Regions from separate parts of the Mus musculus genome. Here regions 2, 3, 4, 5, 6 and 7 are each linked to region 1. Evidence: chromatin contacts called from public Hi-C and promoter capture Hi-C data. All regions are on one chromosome and are shown on one strand. The core of a region is the stretch at or near the end of the contact, and the rest is flanking DNA. Distances in the headings are between cores, read along the strand shown. Region 1 holds the start of Pramel12 (PRAME like 12). Region 2 holds the start of Dnajc16 (DnaJ heat shock protein family (Hsp40) member C16). Region 3 overlaps Vps13d (vacuolar protein sorting 13D). Region 4 overlaps Vps13d (vacuolar protein sorting 13D). Region 5 overlaps Vps13d (vacuolar protein sorting 13D). Region 6 overlaps Vps13d (vacuolar protein sorting 13D). Region 7 overlaps Vps13d (vacuolar protein sorting 13D).

Region 1 (3,589 bases), core at 504-3,003:
AACCAAAACTTTCAGGTGCTACCAACCACACTGCCAGAGAGGTACTGCCTTTCTCTACTGTGTGCTTGCTCTCTGATATCCCAGGCTGCCACAGCTCCTAACTCCAGAGCTTCTAGGTTATTATCACCTAAGCCCTCAGGTCTGATGGCAAGATACCCTGTGGCACTGAGGTCCTGCTTCCAGTGTTAGCTGTTTACTAGAAACTGAGTTTTAGTATGTTGTCCAGGCTAGACCCAAAACTTGTAGCAAGCTTTCTTCAGCCTCCTGAGTGCTGAGATATAAGCTTGAGCTATCACTCTGGCTTTACCTTCCTTTTCATTTTTTAAAAAAAAGTATGTGTATTTTCTGTATGTCTGTGGGTGTATGTGGAGGTCAGAGGGCAAGCCCAAGAGTCAGTTTTCTTCTTCCAGCACTTAAGTGTGTGACTGAACCCAATAGTCTAGTGCTGTGGCAGGTCTCCTTACCTATGAGCCATTTCACCCACCCCACAGCCCCCACTCTCTATTGCATGTTCTCTAGCCAGTGTGCTGGCTGACACTTTCTGAAGCATCTTCTACCTTCTGGAAAACCTAATGTGGAAAACCTTTGTTCTCAAAGGCAAGTTTCTTCATCGTTTGAGAGTAAGGGTCTATATAGCCTGGGCCGGCAATGAAGCTTGGGGAAAAATGACTTTGAACTGATCCTCCTAACTCTTAACTTTTTAGTTCTGAGATTACAAGTATGCCCCACAGTGTCTGTCTGGTGCATGCAGTGCTTGCTGGACAGTGCACCTTTGAGAATACTGGGCAGCAACTGTTCTATAAACTGAGCTTTCTTCCCAGGCCACTTACTGCAGTATTAATGGGAACATCTTCCTGCCTTCTGAGAAGATGCCACAGCAGATGACTGGTAGAGAGCATCCAGCTCAGGCCCTGATCCAGAACATATTCGTAACTTTGCCAATAATAATATCAGCTTTAAGAAATGTCTATTCGTCAGGCACAGATTAAAACTCCTATCCCCAGTGACTCATACTTAGAACTAAGTGGGCCACAAATGAATACAATTCCGCCAGGTATGTTGGCTCACAACTTCCTCTTGGCTCAACCCCAGAGGAAGGTGGAGACTGGAGACTGGCTAAGAGTTGGAGTTCCAAATCAACCTTAGGTACTGAGCAAGATTCCACCTCTGAAACTCTAAGTCTCAAATAAATGGCTGAGGTGCCTATTTAACATATCAATGTGGACCAGGCTGCCACGTTCTCCCAGTACCCCTTGTTACAGGGTATGGCTGGCACACTCCACCTTCTACCCCAAATTCTCCAGCTTGTGTTGCCCTTCTCTATATAACCCAGCCATTTTAGTTACCTGCCCCCTTTTTACCTTTTGGCCACAGCACCCGGGTCTTATGGCTCAGGGGTTATGTCCACTCTGAACTCCCCCAGCTGTCTGCCTATGCTTCCCTTTTCCCCTACAATAAACCTCCTCCTCCACCATACTTAGAAGCAGCCATGTCCTTAGTTTATTATTTTTTCATTCATGAAAGAAATGCAGAACCAAGTGAATTAACAAGAAAATAAATAAGTAAAGCAAATACAGAAAACAAATTGAATGAAGTGAATTAACGCATCGGCTTTTGACTTTCACGGAATCTCAGTTTTTTTTTTTAAATTATTATTTTTTGAGTCAGAGTTTCACTATGTAGTCCTGGCTGTATTGGAGCTCTACGTAGAGCAGGCTGCTCCGGACGTCACAGGGATCCGCCTGAATCGCTCACAGGAGTTCTGGGATTAAGGGCGTGAACCGCTTCCGCGGCTTTCAGGATTTTTTTCCCTCATCTCCGTGAATTTGGCTTTACCTCCCCAGAGATCCGCCTGCATCTGCCTCTCCGCGGATGTGCGCGGTTTTCCCGGCTGTTTTTTTCTTTCTTTCTTTTTTTTTTTTCCTTTTCCACGGAGACTATGTTGTCAATCAATACAGAAACAGAAAACGCCCAGACGTGGCGGAAACTCAGTCATCCAATCAGAGGACGGCTTGTGGTTGACAGGCGGGACTACAAACCGGAAATGTGAGACAGAATACGCGGACCGAGCCGGGGGAGGGGCGACCAAAAAGAAAACAAAAAACAAAAAACAAACCGCCGAAAAACAAAAAAATAAAAACCGCTTCAGGCCGGAAGTATAAAACGGAACCCGGAAGTGTGGGACCGGATACGGCTAAAACACTTCAGGCCGGAAGTGCGAGACAGATACGGATGAAAACGCTGCAGGCCGGAAGTGCGAGACGGATGAAAACGCCTCAGGCCGGAAGTTTGAAGTGAAGATGGCTATAAAAGCTTTAGAGAAGCTCGGGAAGACACTCACCAGCACTTGGAGTCCGAGCTTGGACTGACTGCCTGGGCCTGCTGGGATTCTGAGTTCTGCCATCAGTTCTTGTTTCTGGTAAGTCAGTCACCTCCAGAAGGGCACAGTTTTGATTGAGGGCCACTTGACCCAAGATGCCAAAGGAACTCTGATTTCTTCTCTTCCCAGGAACAGATCGCAGGCATTGAGTTTACTAATAGTGATGGTTGCCATCATCTTCGACCTTAATTTGCTGGTTTCATTTATTATTTTATTTTATTTGAGGCATGACCTTACTTTGCTGCCCAGGCCCACCTAGAACGCAGATCAGCCAAGAGTGCTTTTAAATTACCTGGCAGTTCTGCATCTGCCTCCCCAAGCTGGAACTACAAGCTGAAAGTTAATGGAATATCTAGAATTATACCTTGGTTTGTGTCAAGTTAAATTTTTTCTTTGTTTTTTGTTTTTGTTTTTGTTTTTTTAGATGGGGCCTTAGTCTAGCTCAGGTTGGCTTCAGACTGCCTCACCCCTCTGAATGTTGAATTAATGATTCAATATTTAAGGCTTATTTTAATTTTTCTTTTTAGAGACAGAGTCACATGCAGAATATGGTAGAATTCACATGTAGTCTCATCATATCTGACTTCACATTTTAAAATTTTCATTTCATTTTATTTTGAAGACATAGTCTTATCTGATCCTTTTAATTCCATCTTCTTAGAGTTTGGATTTTATTCATTTACATTCTTACTTTTTTTTTTTTTTTTTTTTTTTAGGCAGAGTTTCTCTGTAGCCCTGGGTGACCTGGAATGCACAGAGATCCATTTGCATCTGCTTCTTGAGTATTTGGTTTTAAGGCTTTGGTTTTAAGGCATGCACTACCATGTCTAGCTAGTGTTGCCCACTGACTTTAAAATTTCTTAAAGACAGAGTCTCGTTAAGCTTGGGCTGGTCTCAGTTGAACCCCTGACCTTCTAACTCTACATTTGATTGATTAGCTTGAAATTCCTTAAATTTTACAAAAGTTAATGTTTTGAAATTTGAGATCTAAATTGAGATTTGTTTTCTTTCTTTCACTTTTTGTTTTTGTTTTTTTTTTTTAAATTTTTCAGAGACAGGGTTTCTTTTGTACCCCCTGCTGTCCTGGAACTAGCATTGAAGACCAGGCTGGCCTCAAACTCACAGAGACCTGCCTGCCTCTGCTGCTTCCTTGGCGTTGGGATTGAAGAGGTTTTATGGCACAGGACTACAAGTCCCATCTCGTCTGAG
Region 2 (3,692 bases), core at 1,068-3,567, 1.6 Mb before region 1:
GTGGTTAAGAGAGCACTTGCTGTTCTTCCAGAGGACCAAGGTTTGGTTCCAGTACCCACATCAAGCAATTCCCGACTCCCTGTAACTCCATCTCCAGTGTGTTCAGCAGTCTCCTTTGAGATATACACATCATTAAAAATAAAGTATTACCAAAAGAACCAAAAACCCAAGTCAAAAGAGCTGGGTGGTGACGCACACGCCTTTAATCTTAGCACTTGGGAGGCAGAGATGGGCAAATCTCTGAGTTCAAAGTCAGTCTGGTCTACATACAAAGTGAGTTCCAGAACAGCCAGAGCTACCCAGAGAAACCCTCCCCCTGCCCCAACATACAAACACGAACTCCCTCACACACAAAGGAAAAATATGTTTAAGGACCAGAAATCCTCTACATAGCACAGGAGCGTCGCTCACCGCCTTGCTTCCGTATTTGCTCTAGCCTCAATACTCTAGGCGGTTCTACAAATACACTCAACGCAGAGACAGACAAGTCACCCTCATTGAGGCTTCAGCCACCTGCTGACTGCCTAGCGGACGTTAAACTTCCGTTCTTGGGTTCACCTACCATTCCCGAGCGAGCTTCTTATATGCCTTTTTAATGTCAGCCTGACTGGCCGTGCGGCTGACCCCTAGGACTCTGTATGGGTCAAAATCCAATGCAGACAGGCTTTGCAGGATCAGAACCAGAACCATCAAGAATCGCCAGGACACGCCCAACCTTTTCAATTCCATCTCTCTTCCTTCCCAGAGCTGAAATGATCAAGAGGTAGTTTTAAGTTCAAGAGACAGGAACTTGAATGGTCATGCTTCTTAAGGTAGGGAATAAAGATGTTCAAATGAGAGCTAAACACGAGATTTTTTTTTTTTAAGAGGGAATGTGTCAATCTAGTTGACCCTATCTTTAAAACAAAAAAGACCACTATTTTTGAATATCACACACAAGAACTATTATGAATTAAAAAAAAAAAGACAAGTCATAATAGATTAATAGATTAGAAAAGTCCTTTTAAAATTACTGGAAATGAATGCTCTGAAACAAGTGGTGACTCTGAGAATATATCTAGGATATCCAGGAGAGGATATCTCAAATGCACCATTTCATCTATCATAACAATAAACTTAAAATAATTGGCTTCAGAGTAGCTGAGAACGGGTCAAATTAGCTCACAAACTCATCATGATTTCTCATGTACTAAATTACATTCTAGGATCATTGTGGCATTTCTGGACACTAAATAGACATGAAAGTAAAACACCTTAAAATAACTGTGCATTAATATTCAGAAGTCTGCTATTATTAAGAATCCAGTTTCTTATCTAAAGAGAACAGGAAAGACTAGAAGAATAGGCACGGCTTTAAAATGTTTTAAACTACAACTCAGCTGAGGGGTAGAACTCAGTGTGGGTTTTGGAATAATCCTGGCTGGTTGATAAGGAGATAGCGTGGACCTGGAGATACACACACTCACACAGGGGGCTGTGATCTTTTATACCATATGCTGGTTTCATGGGTCCATTTATCTTGACCTCACAGTGTTTAGTAAGGTTCAGTGGCTGACACCTTACTCAGGGGGGGTGGATTTTGACAAGTGCAAGCCATAAACCCTGCTTGGGAGTCTTTATAAACAGTTGACCACTGTTTAGAACTGCACACATGCTAAGTAAAATCCACAAGCAAGCCAGTTCCTGTTTCTCTTTTAAGACAGCCTGTTCTGAGGTACTGGCTAAACTCACCCAGATTGGGGATCAGATTGCGGGGGTGGGGGGCTGTCCACCACCATTCTAGGACCTAAACCTGTGTTCTTGCTGATAGGGTGTGACTGAACACCAGCACCTAGCAGGATCTTTATGGGGATGGGGTACAGTAAAGTGGGTAAGGGGTTTACTAAGCAGAATCCACAGGCAGGGTGGGTGAAGTGTCTGCTGCGGGAGTGGGTGAGGTGGGGACAATTTTTGGCTGACGTTCTCCAGCTCCAGGGGGCCGGCCACAGGATTGGGGACGCGCTGGCCAACAGGTAGCCCTCGGCGTCCCCAAGCGCAGGCGGCGGAGGCTCCCCAGACGCTCCGCAGGACCAAGTCCCGACTCGGGCGCCCGCCCGGGTTACGACCTTCCGGGAGGCGGCCCCCTCCCCCGCCGCCCCGGTTCCTGTCGGCTCCCGGGGCCCCCCGGGGCCCAGCGCGGGCTGAGGACGCGGAGGATCTGACGGGAGATCCCCCAGCTTGCAAGGCCCCGCCACGCTCGCGCGTCAAGCCGGGAAGGAGTTACCGGGAAAGGGCACCGGCCCAACCGGCCGCAGCGTCCGTGCTCCAGTGAATCCGCCGGGGCCGGCGCTTCCAGTCCACACCAGAGAACCTGGGGAGGGGAAGGAGGCGGGGCCCAGGCCCGGGGCAGTCACGTGTCACTTAAAGACCCCACGCCTGCGACGCGCGCACAGACCGGTTTAGGCCGCACACGCGATGAACCTATTTTGGCCTTGACGGTCACCGTAGGCACCTGGATCTGGCGCAGTTGCTATAGGAACGGAGAGCGCTCTCTGGCTGGGTCTGAAAGCTTGCTCTTGACTAGCGAGGCCAGAACGTGCCTTCTAGCGAGGCGGAGTCGCTATGCATCACGGGATACCAGGAAGACCTCCCGGAACCGGGGAGGGGTTTCCACTGGTTGCCAGAAGATGGCCCACATCTAGCAACTGTTGCTAGGACGGGGACGCAGTCGCTGGTCCCAGTTCACTTTGACCCTATTCATAGAATCCTAGAGCGTCAGCGTTTGAGGCGACCTTAGGGATTCTTCCTAGTTCAACCTCTTCATATACTGAAGTTCGGAGAGGGCCAAAGACTTGCCCGAAGCTTAGAATCCAAGGCTCCAAATTCAGTACATCAACCCAAGGATGTTCTAGACTGGAATTTGGACAAGAACTGAGGGAAAGACGGGCGTGGTTGCGCACGCCTTTAATCCCAGCACTTGGGAGGCAGAGGCAGGTGGATATTTGAGTTCGAGGCCAGCCTGGTCTACAAAGTGAGTTCCAGGACAGCCAGGACTGTACAGAGAAACCCTGTCTTGAAAAAACAAACAAACAAGCAAACAAACAAACAAACAAACAAACAAAAGAACCGAGGGAAGAGGGCGTGGTGAATAAGGCTGACATTTTTTTTTTTTTTTTTTGCGCCCGTGACCAAGGGCTCTTGATGTATTTTCTATTCCATGCCTCGTGTTGAGTGAGTTCTTATGTAATCGGTTTCTAAAACACTTACCTAGCATGCTGTTTTTGTTGTTTGCTTTTGAGACAGGGTCTCACCGTGTAATCCTCGCTGGCCTGGAACTTACTAGGTGAATCAGGGTGGTCTCAAACTCAGGAGATCTGCCTGCCTCTGCCTCCTCAAAGAGTGCCGGGATTAAAAGTCTGCACTACCATGCCTGGCTCTCTCTTCTATACATTTAGTGTATATCGTTGTTCTTTGGGCTCTTTCAGGTAGAGCTCTTTCAGGTAAGCTCCTGCAGGTAGAGTCTCACACTTTTCTTGTTCAGCATTGTATCACTGTCTGCACAGACCTTGGTTTGTACAAGCTGCCAGTAAATATTTGAATAGTTAGTTGCAAAATAAATAAAAAATGAAGCTAAAGCCTATCATCGTCATCCCCCCCCCCCCCCCCGCCTCTCGTGCATGCTAGGCGAATGCGCTGTCGCAGAGCTGAATATT
Region 3 (3,537 bases), core at 436-2,935, 1.7 Mb after region 1:
TGTGTTACCCTGGGCATTATCAACCTGTTTCCTCACATATAAAGCGAGAAATACCAACACTGTAGGAGAAAGCACCAGGCACATAGCAGGTACTCCTCAAACACCAGCTTCTTTCCTGATGGGCAGGTCTAGGATTGATGAGGCTCTCAGAAGCTCAGGACTGCTTCACAAACACCATATTCAAATGCCATGCTGTTTGGCTTCTTTAGCTACAACTAACCTCAGACTCCAATCTTCTAGCCTGAGAAGAGGATAGAGGAAGGCCATAGATGGATAGTACGTATCCTAGAATGGAAATGGGGCAGAGGGAAAGGCAGGGCACAAGGACTTGTTTTATAGTCTTCAATGTTCCCAAGAAAGTCTCCCATGCCCGGCCTGAAGCCACAGTGTCCTCAGGGCAATAGCCAGCTCTATTACCACACTAGCACACAGAGGAAGGAAAGCCAGAGACAGGCTAGTGACAGGTCATGGCGTCTGAAGGTTGAGCTTATGAAAAAGACCCTGGCTCTGGCTGTACATTTACTCACCTCCAAGCCTGTTTGGGAAAGGCTGACTTAGGGACGTGCCTAAGGCTACTTTCTCTAGTCTCGTTTCTGCTAAACCTGGCTCGCTGCCTCTACTTAAAGGGCATGGCAAGACACAGCTCCTTCTCACACACTGCACTTGTCACAGAAACACTCTACCCTTTGTAATGAACAAAAAATGTTGCCCTCCATAAAATTTTTCCAGCCCATTTTGAGCAGAGACTGTCAGAATTCAGTGTTAACTGGAAAGTAAGTGTGTCAGACTCTGCTTCTGGAAAATATTTCAAGCCTTTAAACTGTGAAGTGATTTATATTTGACATACAAAATCCCAACAGAAGAACAATTCTTCCTGAAGCAGTTCACTCCTCTCACTAACAAGGGCACTTCTGTTAGCAAGAGCGAGGTAAGAACTGATTGATTGGCTGCATGAAATTATATACCTTTAGTATATATGCAGAATAATACTTTGGGCCTCCTGTATATTAAAGCCATGATGAGGAGGGTCAAAGAACTGACTACTTAGGAAGACAAGATCAATAAGAATAAAGCAAATACCAAATTATCCCTCTGCAACAGGACCAGACACACAGAAGCCTTCCCTTCTGAGAAACATCGTCAAAGAGGCTGCCAAACACACCCATCATATCCCAAGGCTACACTCAGCCACTGACAGAGGCCAGAGGGTCTGAGAGTTAAGGGGACTCAGTTTTGATATCAAAGGCCAGGTCTAACTTGTGACTACTAGACTTTTAAGCTGTGTAACCTTCCAAGAGTCACTTGGACCTTCTCCAGGTGTCTATCTCTTCAAGTGTAAAATGGGAGAGAAATTGCCCGTGTTTGCAGATCTGGGAGAATTCAACTAGCAGTAGGTAAGGTGCCTGGTCAAGTCAGGGACCAGCAGAAAGCTACTAGCATTGCCACTGTTGGGTACACAAGGACTAAAATGTCTCTTTTGCTAGGCTTCCTAAAGGCATATGCGACACCAAGACCTCTTTCCTTCAAAGGCTAACTTCTTAGCAGCACACTGAAATGCCAGCCATATAAGTACAAGAATAGCTACAAGTCATAAGAATCTCACACAAGCTATGACAACAGTAACAGCAGCAGCTTCTGGAGGTGCCAAGTGACTTGTCAGAATGACTCAACTTTCACCCATGCCCAAGGATTGAGGCATAGGTTTTTGTTTGAATTTTAGTTCATTCCATAAAAGAGAGTCAATCTCAGAGCTCAGAAGGATGCATTGCTCTGAAGAGGAAGACTATCTTGGGGATAAGGTCTGTCTGATTCTAGACCTTCTTCTCTCCGCTCTCTGCCTCTCGGCCAGACAGGAATAAATAGCATTCAGGTCAAAACCACCCTTCTTTCATGCAGACCAAAAGGTTTTTTGGCTTGAGTTTTTTCCTTAAACTCACATAATTTCTTCCTTCCCCAAGCCACTTTACAAATTAAAGCTTACAAGGAGGTTGATTTTGAGGATCTGGCTTAATGCCAAACTCCTTTTTTTCTTTTTCTTTTTCCTTTTTTTTTTTTAAAGCAACAGAGACATCTTTTGGCGAATCCATAATAGTGCAAGTGAGCAGGGGTGTTAACAGGATGCTTGTGAGCCTGTGACTGCCCACCTTCATAGTTTCTCTTTGATGTTCTAAAGCCACAGGGACTTGGCCCACTGGCCATGAAAGAAACTATCACCATAAGGAATGGCAGAGTTGGGGAGCCAAATGTGGGGGTAATCCCAACACTGAGAAAGTGGAGTCAGGAAGGAAACCCCGGGCTATATAGTAAACTTGAAGCTACACTGGGCTACACAGTGAGACCTATCTGGAGGTGAGGGATACAGGGTGGAGGACAACACAGACAGACAAAGGAAGGCAGAGCTGGCATCGGCCTCCACTACCTGAAATGCAGTTCAATCTGAATGGAGCCCTGGGTGGCGCTGCTGCTCTTGGAGGGCTGAAAGATACAGTTGAACACATTGGTCATGCCATGGCTGGGCTTCTGCCCAGAATAGCGGGTGTCAAATGCCATCATAGAATGGGAAACCAAGTTAATGGACTTGGTCTGGTTGGAAAAACTCTCATAGAGCAGCTTACATTTCTTAAAGTCAAATCTGAAAGGGAAGAAAGCAAAGGAGACGTTAAACACAGTCATACCTTATGAAATGAAGTTCAGGTGTGGAACAAGATTGGCATCATCAGTGTACCAGAGTACCATTCAATCTGAGATCCTGAACTCACTGTTCACAGGGCACTCAAAATGCAGTCAGTGGCACTGGGCCTGAAACCTTTCCAATCGCAGAGAGGAGATTATATCCACAGGAATGCATGAGGAATAATAATATACCCAACCTATTATATCCTTAATGATTTACCACCCCATGTCCCATCCTAGGCTGACAAAGCCATATGTTAAATCATAATCCTCAATGGATATCCAGGGTCTCTTTGACCGTCATCTGTGAAATTATAGCTTGCCTGAGGCTTCTCCCTCCAGAGTCAGCAGGCACATCTGTATAAGATCACTACAGCTCACTGGAGGCAACATCCTACTTTGCACTCAGGAAGTAAGAAACTGACCCATCAACCGGAAGTGCATCCAAACCCACTGTCTTTTTTGGAAAAAGAGTAAGTTGCAAAGAGCGATTATGAGTTGCTCAGTACCATTATGAATCATTCCACATTGAAAAACTCAAGGAATAAATCAAGAGAGTAGCTGGCCCCCAAGAATGCAGGTTCACCAAGGCATGGTTCCCCTCAGCTGATCTGGGTGCAGGCCACACAGGCTTTGAACAGAAAATCAGGATAAGTCAGAGTGCTTCAGACAGGCCTTACTAGCCTTGACACCCCATTTTCAAATGTGACCCAACTTTCCAGCCATATAACCTTGGACTAGTAAAATAAGTATATACATACATAAACCAACAACAGCAATCTATCTAGAAAACTAGAGCATTAGCTGACCCCACTTAGGGACAAGGGATAGCTTTCAGGGTAAAAATACAATGCATGCTTCAAA
Region 4 (3,596 bases), core at 723-3,222, 1.6 Mb after region 1:
CTTCATCTCCTGATCCCGATCCCAAACTTGTCACTCACTGTGAAGAATTAACATGGGGCAAAGCAGAGGCCTCTTGGCTCTATATTCTTCTGATATTTTCCTCCAGCCCCCCTTTTCTCTGTAGCTGCCCACCTGCAGGCCAGCTCTCTACAGGCTCTGCACCCCACCTCCAGCCAACAGAGCAGCCAAGACATGGCTGACACATGGACTTTGGCTTTCCAGAGTCTACCGATAGCCACTTTTCACTGCTGCTGCCCCACAGGTGGGCTGACGGAAAGCCTCTCAGGTGACAGAGGAGGGACACTCCATCTGTCTTGTGAGGACAGAGGGAAGATGACAAACACACACAAGCACTAGGGTAAGTTCTGGCCTTCCAGAAGAGGAAAGAGAGGCCCTCTCTTCTAAACTAACCACCAGAGGCCCATGGCAAGTAGCTCAGACTTCTGTTAGAACAGTAACTGTCTATGTTACAGGCAGTGGGCAACAAGGGAAATAACAGTGAACATCTCCCAGTTTATCTCCTATGTTATCTCCCTCCCCTCCCAAACAAGTCTCTTTGACTTGCTAGACTATGGACTTGCTGAGGAACACCACAAAGTTGTAAAGTTGTACTTGACCTGGCACACAGTGAAACAATGTATTGGCCAAGGATTTAGAAGACAATAGAGAAAGGATGCTAGGAGGAACCCCACTGCACATAGGTACAACATGGGGTGTGGGATACCAGGGGCTGTGTTGCCCTCAGAACTTCAAGCAAGCCATTGACTTCTATCTGCGCAGCTGAGTAAACTGCTGGATACAAGTCTGCAGGTGTCAAATGTTTCTGACAGGTTAGCTCCCGGCTTAGAGACAGTGTAAGCTGGAGCTAGGCTGTGGCTGAGAGAAACAGTGACCATCTAGTCATGTAAGGCCCTGGGGTCCATTTCCAGCAAAGGAAGGAAGGACGGAGGGAACAAAGGGGATTTCACTATTACTCATTTCCTGAATTCTTTTTGATTTTGCTAACCATGTAAATGAGTTGGTTTCATTAGAAGAGAAAGGTGACATTTTTAGCATGCTACTTTAGTCTGGATCCTCTTCTTCAAAATTCCCTCCTCCCCTGCCTCTAGGAGACAAGCACCCAAGGAGAAAAACCTGAAGTTTACAAGGTTGCCTTTGCTTTTTCTTTATATTTTCTGTATTAAAAATACATACATACACTCACAAACCACACACACACACACACACACACACACCTCCTAGATATTCCTTTCTGTCTAAATAGTGAAAGAACCCAAGGATCTGGTCTTGTGATCGATCGCCTTTGTGCCTGCAATCTGAATGGGCCAACTTGATAAAATATTCGAAACGAGTAGATACTTTATAAAAGACAAACAAACAACTAAAGGGTGACTCCTAGCCACAAACTAGGCATTGTTCAGAAAAGTTAACCATACAGGATCCTGGGTTAGGACTGAGGAGAATGGGAAGTAGCAGAGGTGCACAGAACTGATGAGCCTGCTATGAAGCCTTAGCAGACCTTAAATTGGATGTCAGTGACAATCTGTTTAATACTGTTTAATTAAATGGAAAAAAACCCCACAAAACTAAATACAACTTGATGTGGGAGATCAAAGTTGACGCTGCTGTGGCACTGGGGACTTTGTGGGGTTTTCACTCCATCAGGAAGTAATTACACAATATTTTCCAGAAGTGAAACAGTGAGTATAAGTGGAAAAAAATGTGGAAACATTTAGTTAGAACAGTAGAGCAAGGTATTAAAGACTCCTTTAACGGGTTAACTCTGAGGGGAATATGCAAATAATTAGGTCCTTAAACATGTTTTTAATTACAAATCTAGGATAAAAGTCAGAGGTAGAAGTCGGCACCAGAGTTTTTCCTGAGTACGCCCTTCCTGCAGAGGGATGACTAGACCACTCACATGACCCTGAGTACAGGCTGATAACAGAGGACACTCCGAGCCACGTCTGCCAGGGTCCCTTGTGACCTCTCCTATATGCCCAGGAAGACTGGGGTCACATGCCTCCCTCACCACCCACTGGCTAGGCTCCACCTTCAGCGTGGGTGGAGATACAAGGTCCTCATCTTCAAAGTTAAAATTCAGGCAGTAACTGTGCCCAGATCACATGAAACTTCAAGTGTTTTATGAAACTCATTTTGCTGATTTCTTCCTGGCTGCAGATTTTAGCTCACTGGCCTGTTTCCAGGGTGTGTACCATGTGGGCAGCAACTCTACGATGCCTGGACTATACAATTTGTCCAGAGTGTTTTTCTGTTCTTCTATCATTCTATTACAAATGAATCTTGTTTCAAAGAACCAGAGATGGTTTGGATCAAATAGAGGTGGGTTAACAAAGAATTTAAGATTTAACACCCAAAGATCTGTAATTTTACTTAGCCCATCCTCCTTTTTGAGACAGGGATGCCAGGCTGACTGTGGAAGGTAGCTGAGGCTGACTTTAAACTTGTGGTCCTCCTGCCTCCATCTCCTGAGTGCAAATGCTACTACTCTTGGTTTATGCAGTGCTAGACATGGAACCTGGGGCACTGTGCATGCTAAGCAAGCATTCTACCAGCTTAGCTACATCTCTCACCCCTTACTTATCCTTTGATAGTATCCCTAAGTCCTCATGGGAAATGGAAAGTAGGACATGTGTTAACACAAATGTTGACCTGCAGCTCTCCAGCTGAGTTTATTGAGTGATTTAAACCCCAGGCACTTCTAGGTTCAGAGGGTTCTCCAGTGAGTGGGACACCCTAGCTATCACTGGCTGACACTCCAGTAGAGTCTATATTATGTTCCGTTTTGCTGAGAAATGACTCTCTAGGTTTGAGTCTGAGGCTCAAAATCCCATCAATAGTGCAGTTTATAGGAAGGTCTCAGCCCTCTCAGCGTTCAGAAATGAAGATCTAAGTTTCTGTTGTTGAAGCCTCTCGGTGCACAGCATGTGTTGGTAGCAGAATAGGCTCAAGGGAAGAAGTGCACAGCACTATTTAGAGATACTCCAGTGATACCATGGCAGGATACACCTAAGAAGATGCCATATCCTATCTCCTAAATTCTAGACTTCGTTTTCTATGTTCTCATTCAAACAAGATATGAAATGGGAATTGAGGCCTCTGGTATTGTCTCAAGCAATGACACTGAAGGCCACCCCCAGGAGCTAATCTTCCCCTGAACGCTTCCACCAGTCAGCAACACCCACAGTGCCAGAATCTTCCCTAGTTCGCTTCACCTCAGAGGATACAAGTTACACTAGGACATTTCTACGCCCCAAATTCAGTCATCTCACACCTGGTCAAGAGAGCACAGGTCACACAGCACCTTACATTCGGAGAATTTCCACAAAATAGCACCAGAGACTACCATGGTTACCATGTCAGCTAAGAATAATCTCACTAACTGAAAATGTGTAAGAGCAACAAAATAATTAAGAAAACTGCATTTCCAGGATATTCGATGGGTAATAATTTGCTTCTTAGTTTCAGTTTGCTAGCATTCTCTAGCAAACAGTAAAGTTAAAAAAAAATATATGGGGCGTGGTGGTGCACGCCTTTAATCCCAGCACTCGGGAGGCAGAGGCAGGCGGATTTCT
Region 5 (3,695 bases), core at 894-3,393, 1.6 Mb after region 1:
AACTTGCTTTTGGAATGGAAAGGTGCTTTTAGGTGAGATGTTGATGTTTGTACTTAGAGCCGCACGTGCAGCTTGGTAGGACAGCTAGAATGCTTGGACTTCTAACAAAACACACACACACACAAAGTGCACGCATGCATGTATTCGTGTAACACTCACATACATGCACACATTTGTATGTGCATGCATACAAATACATATAGACATGTAGGGAGGTGTCTAGTGGCATGGTACTGGTAACTTTTTGGTGATTATTAATGACCTATTACACTGCGTTCTGCTCACTCTCTTGAGACAAGGAGGAGGGGAGAAAATAACAGCACCTATTTCAATGGCTTGCTGTAGCAATTAAAGAGCTAACAACCAAACAATGCTCTAAACCTCAATGTACACATACAGCATGCTATTTTACTTAAACACTAAAACTATGCTTTAAGAAACCATGATGATTCAAGAAACAGTTCAGTTCAAAGAACGTGTAAAGTATATTCACAATGGAGCCACAGGTGAGTCTAGGTTTCCATTGTAATGACTGTATAGCAAATGGGCTAGGTAAGGAAGGAGCTGCTGAATGGCTTTTTTTTCTTGCAAAAGGGTCAATCAGAGGGGAGCAACCACTACCTCTGTCTCCTCCCACAGCCTGGCCAGGCCCAGTGTTCCCATGGATACAGCAAGGAGGGCCATGTATGTGACTTTGCCAAACTGCAGTTGTCTATAGGACTTCTCCCCGGCCTAAGAACTAGCTTATTTTTACCACACTGTCTCATTTTCTGACCCTGAATAGCAGGAAAGAGTGTTCCTTCTTCTGTGAGTCAGCAGGCTCAGAATAATATGCTCTGACAGAAGAGCTGGAGGTGTTAGCAGGCCCAACAGGGACCTGGGTATGCATGGTACAGTTGTTAAAGGGTCCTCCAGGTAAGGCATGCATTGTGAATCTACACGTTAAGAATGGGAAAGAGCACATGCAGCTAGTCTCCCAGCATGCCCCAGTCCCAACGCACCAGCAAAGGGAATAGTGACATCTGGAACTGGTTTTGAGGCTCTCCAGCTGCAGATACACAAGACTGAAGGGGCTTATGGCTGTCCCTTCTGATTCTCATCAGGGCCAAACACAAGCCAGAAGACAAGCTGGTTCAGAAACCGAATCAACCTCACTTTGAAATGCTCTTCACTCCCCGACCTCCTTTGAAAACAGAATTAATAGTCCAGGTGGAAAGAGATCAAAATGAAAGATAAGGGCTCAGGTCCTCTCAGGTGTATTTTGAGATTTCATTCAGATCAGATGTACCCTGGGTCAGAGTTGACTTCCTAGCACCTATCCTCTTAGGAGACAAGAGCCAGTAAGAATGAATTCATTTGTATTGTTGGCCTGAGGAAGGGGTGGGGGCTGTCTGTATAGGCCTGGAAAAAAAGGACACATACAAATTGTGTTAGAGACATGCCATGAGCCAGAGAGATGGGGGTAAGATGCTAGATACTGCCAGACAGATGGGGCAATAAGCGAAATCTCCCAGACCTGGTGCCAACCACTGCTCACACCCAGCATGTGGCTTTCTAATTGTTTCCCTGTGCATGGGTACACAGGCTTGTGAGCAAGACAAAAAGGAAGCAATAGACAATGCCCTCCTGCTCAAGCTTTCCTGTAGCTCAGAGAGAGGCAGGTATAGCCAAACCTCCTCTGATACCAAGAAGGGACACAAAAGCTCTGTCCTCTCTCCCTAAAACTGAGGGTTTCTTTTTTCTTCTGGACCCAGGCACAGACAGCAGACAGTGAGGGCAAACTCTGGCTAACTAATGATCAAGTTCCTTGGGGAGGGAGGGGCATAAGCAAGCCCAGAGCAGCTCTGATGCTGACAAACGGTGAGTCATGGGAGAGGCCAGAAGTGACTCTTTGGTTGTAGTTCTTCGAGGCTCCCTTTCCAAAGGATTGCTCAGACCAGGGAGTGGGACCAAACTTCCTTCTATGTGGTACAAAAATCATTGAGGACTTCCTGGTGTTCTGGATGTAGATTTTTGCAGATAAGAATCTCTATGAATGCTAGTTAACATCTGGCATATTCAATGATTAATTATTAAACAGAACCAAAGAAATCCAAAGAGCAGCAAAATTTCTTCATACAATTTGGCCTCATATGGAGGGTGAAGAGACACATGCAGTTTGGGTTTAGCAATCGTGTAATGGAGTCCAGATGACAACTCCCTCCATGCTGGAGTCACCATCAGAGTCTCTTGGGGCCTTCAGAGCACCTTGACAGTGGAAACATGACTAACAAAGGACCCAGAGAGAGGTCTTAGGTTGGCTGGGCACCGTATCTCTTCCCTTACCTCTAGAGTCTTTTACTCAGGCCCACAGCACCAAAATAAACAGAAATCCCCTCTGGCCTGCCAAGGGGGCCACAGCATGCTGAGCACATCTGATGCAGCAGGCACCCTACCTACACAGAGACTTCCTGTGCCAGCTGTGTAGCAGCTGGTTCTTGCTCCCAGGTGATGAGCAGATAAAGAGGGACTTCTGGAAAGTAGATCAGAATTAAGGATATAGCCAGGGAGTGGCACTGCTGCTTTCTGGAAAGGCAGATTCTGGGTATAGAAGGGAGTGCCACAGTTCCTGGGTACAAAGTATGGTGACCTGGTCTCTGGACATGAGCCAGGGTCCCTCTGCTCTGGAAATGACAGACACAAAGCATGGCCAAGGACCCCAATGAGGAGGGATGGGCTGACAAACAAGATGAAACTACCCCAATCCACTTTCCCTCCTAGGCCCTCTGAATGCAGGTAGCTATATTAATTAAACCCATGTCTGTCTGCACATCTGCTCATGTCACGGTTCCTTCTGAGAACTCAGGCTGCCTGCCCTTGCTGAGATATCTACTTGCCCATGCCCTCCTTAGTGAGGGACTAGAGCTCCTTTGAGGCCACCTGGAACACCAGGCCTTTCCATAAGGCAGCCTTGCACCTGCTCTGATCAGCATGGGGCTTGGCCCCATGAGAGCCAGAGAGCAAGGCCCATCTAGAGCCTCCACAATGCTATGCAAAGATACAGCATCCAGGCATCAACCACTCTGCCACCAACACAGCCTCCTAGGAGACGGCTAGGTTTCCTGTTGTGTCAGCCCCGTTTCCTTCAGCAACATTATACTGCAAACAGAGAGCCGCTCTGAAGAAAGCACCGTGGTGTCCCATTTCTGGGCTGGGGGACGGGGGAGGGATGGAGGCAGACTGCCTAGCTGTTCTGAAGGGGAACATTCCAGCACTGTGACCCCCTCAACGTGGCTTTCCTTCCCTCTCCCCAGACCTGAAATACTGTTTGAAGAAAGGAAGCATGCAAGCTTCCCTGTGTGACCTTGGATGGGCAGGTTCTGAATGGCAGCTGGGTCTATTACATGCCGTGTGAGAGGGTTAAGCAGGACAGCCTCAACTCTTTATAAACTTTTGCCCTGTGGATATGTACTCATTGGCGGCAGTACAAGACTCGAGCTGTATTACACGCCTTAACGATATGGTTCAACTGTCGGTCAGGCTTGGGCCTGGCAACGGGCCAGACCGCAATCAATGGGACACAGAGCCTCCCCCTTTCAGATCATCACGAAGGCTCATATTATCTCCTTTTCGTCGTGCTGGTTAAATTTATGGAGCAGAACCCTGAAGCTGCATTCCTTGGGCCGGGCCGGCCCACGCGGCCCTCCCTCCCTTTG
Region 6 (3,984 bases), core at 1,368-3,867, 1.6 Mb after region 1:
TCTGGAATGATAAAGGCAGTTTGTTGATCTCTAAACAGGCCACAAGTCAAGAGACCCAAGGGACTTGTCTAGAAAGTCCAGAATCAGAGGACACTGTAATAGTCTGTGAGTTAGAAGGAACACATGTCTAGGATAATTTTAAAAAAAGAAAATCAAAACCAAAACAAAACCCCTGGGCTATATTAAGAGTGTCGTAGGTAGAGGGCCTGCCTAGTGCACAAAGCCCTGGTTCAGTCCCCATTGCTACATAAAACCAGAAACAGTAGCATACACTTGTAATCCTAGTACTAGGGAGGTGGAGAACAGAAACCAGAAATTCAAGGCCATCTTGAATTCAGCTACATAAATTCAAAGACAGCCTGGAATAAGTGAGACCCTGCCTCAAACTGAAAAAAAAAATTACAGAAAAGTCATCAGTTCATTAGTCAATGTTTTTAATGAAAGCAAAGGTGAGAAGCTAATGGTGGTCCTTTTTTTTTTTTATTCTATTCCAAGTCTTAAGCAGCATACAGGCAATAAAGAGAGGATGCAGAGAAGGGGATAAAGCAACAGGAGACTAGGAAACAGGGTCCTTGGGAAAGGTTTAAGTGCCTCTGAAATGTAAAGTTGAGAACCACCACATGTTTGACATGGTTTGTGTAATACTGCATGCTTTGCTGAAACCATTAGGGTAAACAATGAAGAATTCATTAAGGCACCCCAAATAGCTGCTAACACCACCCAAGACCCTTGGGGTTGTATCAAGCTTAAAAGACCAATCTAATTGAAAAGGCATTCAAGCATTTATTTTAAAAGCTGACAGCAATGGTTGAAGTAGGCCCAGAAGTGTCCACAAGTTGGCAAAGGCTAGTGAGGTCACAAGCATTGCAGGGAAGAGGCAGGCCCAGTACAGTGACCATTTCTAGGACTCGGGCCAGGGACACTCACAGGATGTTTACCCTCTGACAGTTGGGGTGTGAGGAAGCTCTCTGCACTCTTCAGCTCTAGTGAGACAAATTAGGAAAGGAAACTGGTTGGGTGAGAGTGTCCCTGAAATTCATAGAGTTTCTTTCAGATTCAGGATCTTTTTGCTCCAGTGAGGCAACATTCCTATCCTAACTCAGAACAGAATTCCGGCTAAACAACTAGGACTTAGGAGGTGGTCTTCAACAGATCAAATAGGACTCCAGTTTTTTATTCATTTATTTTATGAGTATGTGAGCATGCATACGCGCGCACACACACACACACACACACACACACACACGTACTCACACTGACACCTGCTCACACAAGCACACTTACAAGCCAAAGTCCACATGAGAAAGTCAGGAGACAATTTATAGGAGTCAGTTCTTCCCTTCCATTATGTGGGTCCTGGCTATTGAATGCAGTTTGTCAAGCTTAGCAGCAACCATGTTTGTTCACTGAGCCATCTGATCTTCTCCAGGACTCCAGTTCCAAATTAAGGAGACTAGATAGACTCTGGTCTTATTATAATGTGATTCTTTTCCTCCTAAAGGAGACTCTCCTTTCACACTGCCCAGAGCTCAGTGCCCTCTTGGATGAGGCGGGTACTGGTTCTGGGCTCAGATTGGCCTAAGTGGCTCCTGGAGGGGTTGTGGATAGCATAAGGACAATCTTTGATTGGAGGTGATTTGGCAACTGTGAACAATCACCCAGCTTCTTAGTACATAGCTGTGTTCATCCAAAAAGTGAGGCCAGCCACCTCTCTCTGAAGAGAGGATAGCAATTAGACACAGCAAAAATCTTCACATTAATTAAAACTGTGCTCTACTTGCTACTGTATTACATTACAGCTAATAAAGACAATTTAATCTTTACTCCAGAAGGATTATTCCAAATCTTTACTTTAAAATTTTATAAACAGATTAATTTAGCCCAGTTTTACACCCTGCCTGATACTTGGTCATCCACTTTACAACTGATAGGGCTCAGAAAAGCCTTCCACTGTAAACACTGTACCCTAAGCTTAGAACTAGTCATACATCATTATAAAACAGTGACCTCCCTTCTTCCAAATATAGACAGTTGTGACTGATAGACTAGGGGACTGTCATCGTATCAATGATTCCTAGGGTCTGGTCAAAGCTGCTAGCCATCACTGAATATACTATGGGCCAGTGGGCTCTAGATGGCCCCTCTGCTTTTCTGACACTCAGGCCATTTGACAGTGAGTCACACATCACTGGCCATATGACCAGTGCCACAGGTGCTTGCAGAAGTATGAGCGGAAGTACCTAGGTCAGGAATGGGGGCAGCACTTCCTTCTGTGTGGCTGGGGGACACTGGTAGAAAAATTGACTGGGCCTGTATTTCCAAAGGCTTTCGATGCCACATTTAGAATTTGCTAAGAAAACCACAGTAATAGGAAATGGGTGACAGTTGAAACAAACTCAGAGAAAACACATGTCTGCCTGCCACTTCCTTCTTTGCAATTACATGTTTTGTAATTCTGCATCTATCTTATAGACGCAGAAACACCACAACCATATGCCAGGAGCCACTTTTATATCTCAGTTTCTTTGGAAGGAACAAGTGGCAAGCATCAGGCAGTCATGTGCATGGGTCAACACATGCAGACATCTGAGGTCAACCTCTGATGTCATTCTTCAGGAGTCATCTACCTCTTGTTGTTGTTGTTGCTGCTGCTGCTGTTAGAGTGTCTTTCACTTGGCTGTCTGAATGGCAAGCCCCAGGGATCCACATCTGGCTTTTGATGTGGTGCTGGGATTAAACTCGGGCCTTGTGCTTGCCTTGCCAGTGCTTTACCAACTTGGCCATTTTCTGAGCCCTCTAAAGATAGTTTTAAAGCAACAGGTCCAGATTCTAAGAGGAGATTGATGGATTGTATCTGATGCCCTTAGCCATGGAAGCTAGAGAACTGGAAGGAAGTGCAGTGCGCTCAGCATCCCGAAAAGGGACAAGGACTTCAGGGAAGGAGTGAAAAGAAAGGCTATCAGACTCACCAAGACACCTCACCAGTATCTGCTGCTGGCAGCTTTCATCCCCCTCCTACCCCTTGCACTGAGATGTGTATATAAAGGTACTTATGAGAGGCCATGGCAAGAGGGGCATTCTTCCTTAACCTAATTGCAAGTGCCTTACCATGAGCCAATCCATGAATGCCAGCCACAAGGTGCTCTCCACTGGTGGCAGCATGGTATCTGATGTACTCTCGCTCTGACTGGTGCCGATTGTCCATCGTCTTCCCCAGGCCATCTGATAGTGTCCCTGCAAACTAGAACAAAATAAAACACAAAGAGGAGTTTTAAAGCTTCAACATTTTTGCTATTAAATAAATACCTTCCCTTGGTCTTAGCTAAGAGTAAGTAAATTGTGATTACACAGAAAGGTTAACTTCTGAGTTACATACTATCTGCCCCAGCAGCCTGTCTCTTAAAACCCTGGGTAGCAGACACAGGGAAACAAGAGGCACTAGAAGAACCCTCTCAAAGCATTACACATCTGTTGTACAATTTAGGCTGAACAACCCAAATCCAAAAAAACCTTTACATGCAAGATATTCTAACATCTGAATCTTTTTGGGTACTGACACAGCACCACAGTGGAAAATTCCATGCCCTGCCCCATGTGGAGGATTGCAAATCAGATGCTGGTGCGCCAGACTGTGTGTGAGGTGTGTATGAATCCCAGTATGAACCTGGGTGAATTTCACATCTAAACTTACATCTCCTCCCTCAGAAAATCTCATAGGTAAATAGTCCTGAGGTTGGGAAATCCAAAAATCGTAACTAGGTCTAGGCTGAAGTATTCCATGTAAGAGCTACCTTATCTGCACCCCTGAAACCTTTTTAAATGTTAAAGGTGTGGAGGTTAGAGAGATGGCTTGACAGATTAAAACACTTGCCAAGCAAGCACAGGAACCCGAGTTCAAATCCCCACCACCCATGGAAAAAGTCGGTCACTGCTGTACAGGTGCCCGGCAACCCAGTGGTGTAGCAGTGGTTAAAAGATTAACAG
Region 7 (3,793 bases), core at 677-3,176, 1.7 Mb after region 1:
ACAATATACCATGTCTTGAGCATTAGGGAGAAAATGATATTCAGTCTACTATCATCCGATGGCTGTGTTTCTCCAGGACCCATCAATGTAATGGCTAAGTATGTGTGGGAAGAGCTGTTCCTTTCACTGCTTGACATGAATTTAGGCAGAAAATAATGTTTTTCTCCCAATGAAGATAAGTGGAGTGCCATATAGAGACAGTGAAAATAAACACTCGTGGAAAGGAGTTCTCCAAAAGTATCTCTCATGAGCAAAGCTGCAGTGTCTCTACAGTGTTTGCTTCATCACTGATGCTCAAAAGCAGGTCACCTGCCTAACAAAACATGAATATGGCACAGGGGCACATAAGGTACTTGCATCACCAGAACACTGGCGTCTGCCTATACCAGCAGCTGGGGAAGCTGCCTGCATCCTGCCCCCTGCCCCCCAGCCCCAGGTTGAAAGGCCAGGGAGAAGCAGGTGAACTTAAGTGTGATTAGACAATAAATAGCAATGCTACATAGGATTTAGAAACATAGAGCTAAAAGGACCATGGAAGAGCAATATAATATGAAGATGCATGCAAATGGTAAAGCTTAATTATACATAAAGAACAGCCAAGACAGTTGGCCCTCTATATACACAGGGCTCACATCCTCAAACTCAACCAAGCCCAGACCATTTGATGTGTGGTCAGGCCTACTATGGTCACACATACAATCTCTCTCCTCATCTCTAGCTTCTAAATAATACAGTATTAGCAACTGCTTCCCACAGTACTTTTGTGGAAATGTGATCTCTAGATCACTTGAAGTTTACTGGAAGATACGCATAGACTGTGTGCAAACACTCTGCCATAAAAAAATAAAGACTTGAGCACCAACGATTTGGGTCTGGGGTGGGGCAGGTGAAACCTTGAAACTCATCCCCCATAGACAGAGGGAAGTTTCCCAGACTATGATCAGAGAAGAAGATATCTACCTACATGAAACAACATGTTGCTGCCAAATTCCCACCTCGTTTTCTACTGATGTCAACCATTAGCTGGCTGATCTTCATATTGATTCCTAACACTCACTCCTGAGACAATACTCTGATGTTTTTCTTCTTAGACACAGGGGAGCAAAGCACTTCAACAGAGCAAGGTTATTGCAAGCTTCACTGTGTAACAACCTGGCCTGGCAGAGTGTGCATGACACCAAACAGCAGCCACTCACCGTAGAGGAAGAGGAATTTTTGTCTGGTGCTGCATATCGGAAGAAGGTCCCGACCTTGTCCACAGACACTGGGCTCACTTGCTCCCAGCCATTCACTCGAACTTGCAGCTGATGGATGCGCAGGTCGTGAGTATGTCTGTCAAGAGGATCAGAAAAGGCCCAGTCTCAAAAAGACAGGAAATTAGGAGCAGAGACTCCAACCTGATTGTATTTTATAATGATGTAAAAGCCAGTTAAGCCTTCTCAGCATTACCTGGTGAGAGAAGTCAGGAAGACAGTTTAACTGGCTTTTATGCTGACGGCTACTGGTGAGATGCAGAAGGCCTGGAGCAAGGGGCATCTGCCCTCTTCTCATAAACCATGAAAATCTGTATGCTTGCCAGAGGGCTCCCAGCAGCACCTACCTAATCTTCATGAAATAATGTCAGTGGCAATCAGCTGAATGGAATGATCAGAGTGTCCTGGCCATTGAATCACGTAACCATGCTCTTGGGGTACGTAAGCTTTGTCTTTTTAGTTCCTTTGTTGAAAATTCTACTCCTCTAAGGAACACATCCAGTTTTTTGGCTCAGGCCCTACACAACCACAGACAGGCCTGGGAGACAGTGCCCTTGGAGTTAAGAGTGTACAAGCGCTCAGCTGAAACTGGAGCAGAAGGCAGTGGGCAGAACAGAAGGAATAGGAGGAAATTGCACGTTTAATTCTATTTTAGATTTTGCCTAATTCAAGCCAGAAGGCTGAAGCTGAAATGGGGAACTGAACTTGAGGCTGACAGGAAGGGAGGAGGGCAGCATAGGGACAGTATGCCAAGGGGAAAATGCCAAAAAATGCATTTATTTTGATGAGTTCAAGCAGTACAGTGGGTTACATGGAAACTAAGATGGAAATGACACCAAGCCCTCTCTGATGCAAGAGGCAGGGCTTATTGAAAGATACTATTAACAAGAGCTTCCTGAAGCACAGGGCACCCTGAAAATGTATCCAGCATAGAGATTTTACCCCCACCCCCAAAGGACTCCCAGAGACCCAGACCCATACATTCAAAACCCTCACCAGTCAGGACTAACCCGTGCAGGCAGAACAAGAGGAAGAAAGGCTTTGTTGTGAGGGAGGTTTGCATATGGGCTCAGGCCTGAAGCCAGCCTCTTCCACTTCAGCTTCCCAGAATCAGTCCAAGGCTCAAACACTAAGCCTTCACCTATTTACACCCTAGACAGCCTTTCCATTTAAAAATACTTGCAAATAGTGAGGTAATACCTTACTGGACATTTTATTATCTTTCAGGAAATGGAATTAAAGCCTTCATCTGTATTTGTGCCAAGTCCTCTAGCTGGCTGCGCCAGGAGTGACTGGGTCAGCAGTACCCCTTGAAGAGGTAATCGTACACTGCTTGCTTTTCCTAGCTCTGCATCCTGGGCCTATCTGCTCACAGAAAGTGTGCGGCATAAATGTATCTTAAGACTGAGATAATCAAGCTTGAGAACTGCACATCATCCACTTGGGCAGCTTTCAGGCTCGGTCGCCTACACAGAGACCCGGACAGGGTTTAATGGAGCTGAGTGTGAGTATGTACCTAGCTTTTGTCCAAACTCTGAAATACTTAGTTATCTTCTCACACACCAAGAAAATGGGAATAGAAAGAAATGTTTTTCCAAGATGGCATGACAGCCTATATTCTAAGAGGAAACAGTCACTTTCAAAGTATCTTTGAACAACAAAACATTCAAGTCAGTGAAAGACAAATAGTGAAAGACAAAACACCAGGGACAAACATTTATATCCATGCCATGAAATCCATGAAAAAGAATAAACAACCATATTTTACCTGTGTCGTAACTTTCCTCTGGCTTCAAATTCAAAGGGAATCTCTTCACCTGTGAGGACTTCTCTCCATTCACTGACATTGTGTGCATCATCCAGGAATGCTCCATTCCCTTCTGGAACCACCCCAGGACTCCCACTGTGAGACAGTGCAGCCCTGGAACCAAATCAAATGACAGGTTGTCCCTTCAGCCTTACCCTCCCTACTATCTCTACAGGAGTTCTGAGCCACTAGGAAATCAGCCCTCCCATAACTGACTGACTGCAGTGGCATGATATAACCTGGTTGTTCTTTGTGACCCAAGAAGGACCCGAGAGCAAGTGGCTTCAGCTACTTTCCGGCTCTGTCACAACTAAACATCTTTGGACGTTTAGAAATAGACTGAAGTAATGCTGAGCATTGTACAGCATACTTACAACCTCGGCTGAAGAATGAGAATGACTGTAAAGCCAGCCTGTGCAATAGGGCAAATTTTAGGCCAGCCTGGGCTGCATAGTGAAACTCTGTTTCAAATAATGTTTTTCAATAGAAGAAAGTGTGTGTGTGTGTGTGTGTGTGTGTGTGTGTGTTACATCATGGACATATGTGCATTTGGAGCACAGAGGTTAATATCAGGTGCCTTCATCAATCACTCTCTATCTAATAATTTGAGACAGGGTTTCTTATAATATAACCTAGAACTCATCAACTGGCTAGCATGGCTGTCAGTGAGCTCCAAGGAGCCTCCTATCTGCATGTCTTAGTGTTGGGAAACAGCCACACACTACCATCTTCA

Evidence for each region. Promoter capture Hi-C pulls out the DNA fragments that hold promoters and counts their contacts. Hi-C and Micro-C count contacts between places; a contact is called where the count stands out from the background.
Region 2: a promoter capture Hi-C map of pre-B cells shows a contact between it and region 1, with 3 times the contacts expected there. The contact joins the promoter of Dnajc16 here to the promoter of Pramel12 in region 1. A contact is called at or near these places in 6 of 39 promoter capture datasets (the 3T3-L1 cell line, the C10 cell line, the HPC-7 cell line and 1 more), 1 of 484 Hi-C or Micro-C datasets (the G1E-ER4 cell line) and 3 of 115 datasets of contacts at active chromatin or transcription factors (T-cell acute lymphoblastic leukemia, large pre-B cells and thymic regulatory T cells).
Region 3: a promoter capture Hi-C map of cranial neural crest shows a contact between it and region 1. The contact joins the enhancer-like site here to the promoter of Pramel12 in region 1. A contact is called at or near these places in 7 of 39 promoter capture datasets (the 3T3-L1 cell line, cranial neural crest, frontonasal cranial neural crest and 3 more) and 3 of 115 datasets of contacts at active chromatin or transcription factors (differentiating embryonic stem cells, embryonic forebrain and embryonic stem cells).
Region 4: a Hi-C map of B cells shows a contact between it and region 1, with 6 read pairs. The contact joins the enhancer-like site here to the promoter of Pramel12 in region 1. A contact is called at or near these places in 3 of 39 promoter capture datasets (cranial neural crest, hippocampal neurons and second pharyngeal arch cranial neural crest) and 1 of 484 Hi-C or Micro-C datasets (B cells).
Region 5: a promoter capture Hi-C map of second pharyngeal arch cranial neural crest shows a contact between it and region 1. The contact joins the enhancer-like site here to the promoter of Pramel12 in region 1. A contact is called at or near these places in 5 of 39 promoter capture datasets (the C10 cell line, cranial neural crest, frontonasal cranial neural crest and 2 more), 1 of 115 datasets of contacts at active chromatin or transcription factors (astrocytes) and 1 of 9 other capture datasets (embryonic stem cells).
Region 6: a contact with region 1 is called in a promoter capture Hi-C map of pre-B cells, with 4 times the contacts expected there. The contact joins the enhancer-like site here to the promoter of Pramel12 in region 1. A contact is called at or near these places in 6 of 39 promoter capture datasets (the 3T3-L1 cell line, cranial neural crest, frontonasal cranial neural crest and 3 more) and 2 of 115 datasets of contacts at active chromatin or transcription factors (astrocytes and epiblast stem cells).
Region 7: a promoter capture Hi-C map of hippocampal neurons shows a contact between it and region 1, with 3 times the contacts expected there. The contact joins the enhancer-like site here to the promoter of Pramel12 in region 1. A contact is called at or near these places in 6 of 39 promoter capture datasets (the 3T3-L1 cell line, the C10 cell line, cranial neural crest and 3 more) and 2 of 115 datasets of contacts at active chromatin or transcription factors (astrocytes and embryonic stem cells).

What each region holds. Positions count from the first base shown.
Region 1 is chr4:143,410,673-143,414,261 of GRCm38.p6, forward strand. It overlaps Pramel12 (PRAME like 12), which reads left to right and starts at 1,754. Exons shown (of 5, transcript NM_172877.3): 1 at 1,754-2,419.
Region 2 is chr4:141,788,327-141,792,018 of GRCm38.p6, forward strand. It overlaps Dnajc16 (DnaJ heat shock protein family (Hsp40) member C16), which reads right to left and starts at 2,318. Exons shown (of 15, transcript NM_172338.2): 1 at 2,264-2,318; 2 at 563-747. The coding sequence starts at 729.
Region 3 is chr4:145,123,991-145,127,527 of GRCm38.p6, forward strand. It overlaps Vps13d (vacuolar protein sorting 13D), which reads right to left. Exons shown (of 70, transcript NM_001276465.1): 30 at 2,420-2,632. Among named protein-coding and RNA genes, the nearest start is that of Vps13d, 69 kb to the right of the region's middle. Within about 2 kb of position 1,686, at least 39 of the 459 cell types and tissues checked have an H3K27ac peak or open chromatin away from gene starts, as enhancers often do.
Region 4 is chr4:144,979,304-144,982,899 of GRCm38.p6, forward strand. All of the region lies in intron 68 of Vps13d (vacuolar protein sorting 13D), which reads right to left. Among named protein-coding and RNA genes, the nearest start is that of Gm36317, 18 kb to the left of the region's middle. Within about 2 kb of position 1,973, at least 99 of the 459 cell types and tissues checked have an H3K27ac peak or open chromatin away from gene starts, as enhancers often do. A contact at or near this core is called in B cells and second pharyngeal arch cranial neural crest, where this site is marked.
Region 5 is chr4:144,996,563-145,000,257 of GRCm38.p6, forward strand. The region is part of intron 67 of Vps13d (vacuolar protein sorting 13D); the gene reads right to left. Among named protein-coding and RNA genes, the nearest start is that of Gm36317, 35 kb to the left of the region's middle. Within about 2 kb of position 2,144, at least 172 of the 459 cell types and tissues checked have an H3K27ac peak or open chromatin away from gene starts, as enhancers often do. A contact at or near this core is called in second pharyngeal arch cranial neural crest, where this site is marked.
Region 6 is chr4:145,017,029-145,021,012 of GRCm38.p6, forward strand. It overlaps Vps13d (vacuolar protein sorting 13D), which reads right to left. Exons shown (of 70, transcript NM_001276465.1): 66 at 3,109-3,241. Among named protein-coding and RNA genes, the nearest start is that of Gm36317, 56 kb to the left of the region's middle. Within about 2 kb of position 2,618, at least 92 of the 459 cell types and tissues checked have an H3K27ac peak or open chromatin away from gene starts, as enhancers often do. A contact at or near this core is called in pre-B cells, where this site is marked.
Region 7 is chr4:145,094,990-145,098,782 of GRCm38.p6, forward strand. Vps13d (vacuolar protein sorting 13D) reads right to left here. Exons shown (of 70, transcript NM_001276465.1): 42 at 3,022-3,174; 43 at 1,197-1,332. Among named protein-coding and RNA genes, the nearest start is that of Vps13d, 98 kb to the right of the region's middle. Within about 2 kb of position 1,927, at least 54 of the 459 cell types and tissues checked have an H3K27ac peak or open chromatin away from gene starts, as enhancers often do. A contact at or near this core is called in hippocampal neurons, where this site is marked.